Regions from separate parts of the Rattus norvegicus genome. Here region 2 is linked to region 1. The links are chromatin contacts, called in public Hi-C maps. All regions are on one chromosome and are shown on one strand. The core of a region is the stretch at or near the end of the contact, and the rest is flanking DNA. Distances in the headings are between cores, read along the strand shown.

Region 1 (3,567 bases), core at 714-3,213:
TGTATGGAAGTTAGGCAAGTATAGAGAATAGTTCAGCAGCAGGGGACACTCCTTAACTGGGTCATTTACACCCCACTCTGACCTGCCCGAGATCCTACCTGCCTTGAGCTGCATGCACACCCACTCAGAACAAGAGCTTCCCCTAACGACCATCAAACTTAGGTTCTATTACTCCATACTTTTCTTGTGCCTGGGAAGAAGGTACAGGAACGGGCTACCATGCCCTGCTGCATCAGCCTTTTTACTAATTGCTTTTTAGAGATTACAGCCCAGTGCATACGGCAGTGCCTGACACATTAGGCATTTAATTAATAATAATAATAATATTGTGTAAAATTAGTGGTCTAAACTGAGTGAATGAAGGAGTGAACCCACACCTGGGTACAACCTCGACAGAGCTATGCCTGTCCTCCTGAGGCCAGGCTCCTACACCAGGCTGCTGTCAGGGAGGAGACCTGGGGAAACCAGACACTCCCTCCCCTACTTGGGTTTGTCACCTTTGCCTCAGCTGCAGTACCAGGAGAGGCCAGGCCCTGCCATCCCTGGGTGAGTAAACAAACCACAAGCTGAGGAGGTATGGCTGAGGAATTCCTTCCTCAGAGACACGTGAGGACCACTCACGGCCTGTCAGGCCACCCTGAAGCAGAAATGGCACCACCAGCTGCTGGTCTGCTGACTCTGCCGGTTGAATCTTGAGCGTCATCGGAGGTCTCACTGTATAGCCCAGACAGATCCAAGCCCAGATCCTCCCTCTTCAGCTACCTCAGTGCTGAGGGGACAGTGGGTGAGCTTGCCTACCTAGTGTAAGCTTTTCACATCACACAACCCTGACAGAAGAGGCAGACTACCAGTCATTTACCAGAACATTCCCATCAGTCACCACTCTGCCCTTATGTATTTAACTTGGTATAATGACAGATAGCTTCTTCTTTGCTTTTGTTTTTCTAAACAGGGTTTCTCTGTGTAGCTCTGGCTGTCCTGGATCTCACTCTGTAGACCAGGCTGGCCTAGAACCAGAGATTTACCTGCCTCTGACTCCTGAGTGCTGGACTAAAGGGGTGTGTCACTGTTACTGGGCCAAATGGCTATTTTCTTAAGAAAGTCATCATGGGCATGCTAGATGATCCCAACACACAGGAAGCTGAGGCAGGAGGACTATAAGTTCCAGGCTAGTCTGAGCTATATAGTTAGTGAGACACTGTCCCAAAAAACTAAAACAAGGCGGAGGAGAGGGAGGAGAGGAAAGAAAGTGGTGTGTACCTTTAGTTCTAGCACTTGGGAGGCTGAGGGAAGAGGATGCGAGTTCCCAGCCTGCTGAGGTACATGAATCCTTGTCTCAAAGAAGTGGGGGAGGGGGCGACAACAATGATGACGACAACAGGAAGACTGAGACAGACAGACAGACTCCTGCCCAACGACCACACGAATATGAACGCTACCCATGGTGTCAGTAGATGCACTGAGAAAGCACATCACGCATTACTCGTATGGGTCTCCAGCCACTCTACTGCAGAGGAGCCATCGCCTTCTTATACCCAGCCTAAGTGTCTCTATCCCAGCCAACCTGCCAAGTCCGAGAGAAGTAGGAGTCCAGAGGGCTCTAAGTGTGGATGCCAGAGCCCCCTCCACACCTCAGGAGGGTAAAAGTATGTTTGCACAGGGACAGAATGCAGAGCTCAGGCCAAGTACGGGGCAGCAGAGTATGGAGTATGGAGGCCAAGTATGGAGCCCAGAGGTAAGCTTCACAGTGACAGCTGCTATTTTCTTTCCTGCCTCAGGAACCTTGAGGAACCACTTTGTGATACTGTGATTTATAATGACACATATATCACCCCATTCCCAGTGCAGAGCTCGTAAGATGCTTGGAATTCCCTAAATTATTCATAATAAGCCCTCTGAACCCCAGAGTATGCTAATGAGTGACTCCTGAAGTATGGAGCTGGGTCCTGGGAAGACTGGAAGGTCCACCCCAACCCGCGACTGGGATGGTAGAGGTAGGCAGGCTGAGTCAACTTTCCAGGGGCCAAGAAGCTAGTGACTCATGATCAGGGAATGAGTCTCCCCAAAGGAAGGGTTCAGCCTTCAGATGAGCACATGGGGTGCTGGCAGGAACTCCAGAGCGGCAGTGCCACGGCCCTTAAATGCTGAGGGATCACCCTGTGGCTGGACTGGCAATGTCCGGAGCTTTTGAAAAGTAACTTCCCACTGGGTGTGAACAAACACGCTAGTGGCAGTCAGAAGACAACTTGTGGGAGTTGGTTCTCTCCTTCAAATTTATGGACCAAACTCAGGTTGGCCAGCAGGTATCTTTTGTGCTAAGCCAGTGGTTCTCCACCTTCCTAACATGGCCATCCTTTAATACAGCTCCTCAGTGTTGTGGTGACCCACAACCATAAAATTATTTTGTTGCTTTCACAACTGTAATTTTGCTACTATAATGAATAATAATGTAAATATTTGAGATGCAGGATATCTGATATGCAACTTCAATGCGGTCACAACCCACAGGTTGAGAACCACTGTCTAAGCTGTCTCACCACCCCACCATTCTTTCACTTTGAAATAAGGTATACGTTTTCCAGGCTGGCCTTGAACTCGTTCTACAGTTCAGAGTGCCCTTGAACTTGTGATCTTCCTGCTTCAGCCTCCAAAGTACCTGGGATGACAGGCCTTGCCATCAGGCCTGGTGATGCAGCCTTTAAAATAAATGGGCATCTGGGGCTGGGAACATACCTCAATAGTGTGTGCTTTGCATGCTCAGGCCATGGGGGGGAGTGGAGTCATCTCTGGGAACCTCTGATTACAGTCAGTCAGTCAGAAGCTGACACTGAGCTTTGAAGCTGGGGGCAGACTGCTGGGATCTGTGTCAACTCGGTGTAGTATTGAGCTGATTTCAGTCACATGTTGACCAGCTGGCACTGGAGAATGGGTCACTGTGGGAAAATCCACCCCAAGTGATATAAATAAGCTAGACAGTAGTTGGGAAAGGACAGAAACAGGAGGCTTCCTTCCTTTTGAACTTCAAGCACAGTTCTTCTGCAAACAGGTTCTGTAATTGGGGAAAAAAACCAACATTACCCCACCCCCGGTGCTCAGGATAGAGCCCTTGTCTCCTGCACACCAAGCAAGTTCTATCACTGTGTTACATCTCCAAGCTCACAGGGACATCCCTAACCAGTGCAGTTCCTGCAATGAGGTGGTTGGGTTCTCCATCGGCCTCGAGCTCCCTTCCCATCCACACACCTCCCTACAGAATGACTTTCCTCTCTTCTAGGCATCACAGGGATGCAGTCTTGGTTGGCCCAGTGGCTTGCTTAACCTAGTGGATGCGGGAGTCAGGAGCTTGTATGGCCCTGAAGCCTTGGCAACAAGAGGTCTCTTGGTCTGTCTGGCTTTACGCAGCCATGCTGTTGGGAAGCTGAAGGTATCTTACGGCTGGGAGGTCCCGTGGGTGAGTGCTGGTGGCTTCAGCTAGGGACAGTACCAGATCTCATTGGTCTTCCTTAGCAGAGCTCCTATCTGGACTGAGTAGCGAGATGTAGGAGTGGGGCTTAGTAGATTGAAAAA
Region 2 (3,567 bases), core at 281-2,780, 34 kb after region 1:
GTTATTTCTTTCTCTCGTTTCTAAAACTTAAAATTCTGAATTACGTGACATGAGTGAAATTTAAGGACACAATTGACTAAATCTTTGTGAAAGCCACCATTTAGAGAAGTTATCAAATAGTGCTTATCAAAATATGGGGCAGGGGCAATGTGTCTTAAAATACCCAAATTGTTACTTAAAATACCCGAATTGTTACTTATTTTTTTGGTTTTGTTATTTTCTGACACAGTCTGTCTCTGGGGCCCAGGCTTACTCCACTTCCCTAGAGCTGGAATGGCGGCCAAGAGCCACCACACCCGGTTACAATACCAAATGCTCTTGCAGCCATCCTCTAGGCTCAGTAACAGGTCTTCACTAAGTCGTTTTTGGCCACCCTGGAAGCAACCCCTCTTATGAAAGACACTGCCTGACCTTTAAGCATGCAAATGGCTTTTAAAGAACTTTATCTGGCCCTGTGTCGACTACCACCACCCACTACCTCTTTCATTAAGATATGAAATCCAAACAGAAAGATTGGGCAAGAAGGCAGGGTGATCTCACAACAGTGGACACTCTGGGGACAAGATGTCTGTTTGACTGCAACTCTATCCTTACCATCAACTTTCAATTGCCAATACCTGTGCCCTGTGTCTGTTGTGCTATTTACTGTATTTTCTGAAGTCCACTGCAGATTTGGTCGAAAGGGATGTGATCTCAGGGCATGTGCTGGACACTCAATCCATTTAACATAAGAAACAGCACGTTTAAAGACACTAGTATGTTAGCCGCCTGTCACCCCAGAACTTGGCAAAGTGGAAAGCAGGTAGGATCAGGTCAGACTCAGCAACACAAGTGCAAGCCCTGCCTGGGCTACATAAGACAAAAAAAGAAAAAGCAGTAAAATATGAGTTCAAGGTTAACAGCAACAAAAAACTCACATGAGGAACTTGGGAATTTTTCAGACAAAAAAAAAAAAAAGAAAAAGAAAGAAAGAAAAGAAAAAGGTAAATGTCAGAGGCGGAGCAAGCACCCTGAAAGAAACTCCGATGACCCCTGGACTGGAGTGCGGTAGGAGGCAAGCCCAGCACGCACACCTGCGGGGCGGCACGTCCACCCGCCACGCCCGGCCAGTCGCATCCATCTCCGGGTGTCCCCGCCGCACGTCCCATGCCCCCCTCGGCTGGCCAGCTCCAGCTTGCCGCCCACAGCTGCGTGCGCCGCCGGCTCCAGACGCCCACCGCGACCCTAAACCTCTGTGCCCAGAGCGCAGGCCAAGAGCCAGCCCCGAGCGCCTGCTCCTGACCGGAGGGCGTCGCTGTCACTCACATGCCGCAACCTCGACCCAAACCAATGAGCTGCCGTCTGCTCCCGCCCCCCTTTTCCCCCCACCGCACGGCGGCAGCGGCTCCTCCCCCATCCCTCCGCTGAGCCCGGCGGCCCCGTGCTCACTGTTGAGGCCAGCGGGCGGCGGCAGGGACTGCTCCCCTTCCTCGCAGTTGTTGTTGTTGTTGTGCAGGGGCGGCGGCGGCTCGACTAAGTGAGACATGGTCGGGAGGCTGGAAGCGGCACGGCCGCAGGACGACAGTATCCGGCTCTCGGGCAGCAACACAACAAGTCGAGTCCCCCCGCCCCCTTTTCTGCGCCTGCGCACTCCCTCCCAGCGTGACGTCAGAACCTTCCCGGGCCACGTGATGACAACACAGGCAGCCGGACTATAGGGTCTGAGCGGGGGTGAGGGGGCGTGACCAGGCCGAGTTGAGGCGGGGCATTCGCCAGCTCCTCCGGACTTGCGGGTGCGGAAGTCGCGCTGACTCGGGCGCCAGGAACGAATTCCTGCGAGTCAGTCGCAATAGCCGGAAGGGCTGAGCTAGGAAGTTGACACTGGATTGAGAATGGGAAGGAGTGTGCAGCCCGGAAGCTCCGGGCGTGAATGGAACCCCTCCCACGCCTGCAACATCCACGTAAGGACTCACCCCAGGCTTTAAAGAAGCAGAAAACCCCAGTTCCTCCCCTGGTGAAACATCCATTTGTGCCTCCCACAGGATACCGTGTGAGGTACCTTGGAGCTAATCACATTGTTGGAATTTCTAATATTTTAATTACAAAAGTAACACGCAATCACTGTTAAAAAAAAAATCAATGGCTGGGCGTGGTGCATACCTGTCATCTCAGCCCTTCCAGAGACTGAAGCAGGAGGATCCCTAGTTCCCTGTTATCCTGTGAGCCCTTGCCTTAAAAAACAAATTAAAAGGGGAAAAAATAACCCACACAGATTTACCCAAACCCTGGTTGTTACCTGTCTCTGTTAATGCCCTACCTCCTGTACGTTGCTGACTCTGTTACTTAATTCCTAAATACTCCTACATTGTATCTTTGTCAAGTTTTCTCCACCTGATTTTCGTACAGAGAATGTTTTTCTTTTAACTTTGTTTCAATCTGTAGATGTTGAATTTTCATGTAATTGTCTTTTTAAAAAATATGGTCTGAGATACCCACACACCAAAATATTAAATCTAGGACTAGCCAGTGAGATAGTTCTGCCGGTAAAGGTGCTTGTTAAGTAAATCTAGAGACTGAGTTCGTTCATTCCCCAGAACTCATGGTATACCGAGAGCTAACAAAGTTGCCTTCTGACCTCCACAAATGCACCTTGGCATGCACTTGCCCCCTATAAATCATAAATACATGCACACACAATGATTTGAGATTTATAATTTTAACTTTTATTTCTGTGCATGTGTGTGCTGGTGTCCAAGGGCCTTCTGAGGCCAGAAATATCAGATAGCTCTGATACTGGACTTCCTGGAAATTATGAGCCATCTGACTTGGGTTCTGAAAATCAGGTCCTCTACAAGAGCAGCACAGGCTCTTAACTGCTCAGCCACCACTCCTGCACCAGTCGTTATATTTTTTAAAGATTATGAATTTATTGTATAACTAATTCTCTCTTAGGGTTAATTGTACATGTGGATTCTTCCTTAATTCTCCTGGAATTAACTTTTCATATTGTAAATTCCGTCTTTGATTCTTCCCAACTTTGTAGCCAACTGACCCAACAATACATATCTATTATCTATTCATTTCCTGGCCTTTTTGAGGCAGGGTCTCACTTTGTAACCCATGCTGGTCTTCAACTCACTACATAGTACAGTCTGGTCTCTAGCTCTTGACAATTTTTCCTCAGCCTCCTGAGCCAAGGAAACATATAACATCTCAAATGGGTCATAGACCTAAATGTAAAACCTGAAAAGTATTAACAATAAGTCTTTGTCACTTTGAATTAGGCAAACACCTTAGAAGACACCCAAAAACACAATCTACCAGAGAAAAAAATACATAAACCATGAGAATTTATTACTGCTTTCAAGGGCCTGAAGGGGATGGCTTAGGAGTTAAGCACATTGGTTACTCTTGCAAAGGACTTGTGTTTGATTTTAAACATCCATGTTTCAGCTCGTTCACAGGGGACTCAACACTGTCTTCTGGTCTCTGAGGGCATGAGGAACCCGCATGGTACACAGACATACATGCAGGCAAACACGCACATGCATTTAAAAACAAAACTCCCTATTATCTGGTGAGATGACT

The links. A called contact is a pair of places that touch in the nucleus more often than the background predicts.
Region 2: a Hi-C map of the A7r5 cell line shows a contact between it and region 1, with 1.8 times the contacts expected there. The contact joins the promoter of Bnip3l here to the enhancer-like site in region 1.

What each region holds. Positions count from the first base shown.
Region 1 is chr15:45,337,663-45,341,229 of GRCr8, forward strand. No RefSeq gene overlaps it. Among named protein-coding and RNA genes, the nearest start is that of Bnip3l, 34 kb to the right of the region's middle. Within about 2 kb of position 1,964, at least 12 of the 93 cell types and tissues checked have an H3K27ac peak or open chromatin away from gene starts, as enhancers often do. A contact at or near this core is called in the A7r5 cell line, where this site is marked.
Region 2 is chr15:45,371,683-45,375,249 of GRCr8, forward strand. Bnip3l (BCL2 interacting protein 3 like) reads right to left here and starts at 1,531. Exons shown (of 6, transcript NM_080888.2): 1 at 1,429-1,531. The coding sequence starts at 1,525.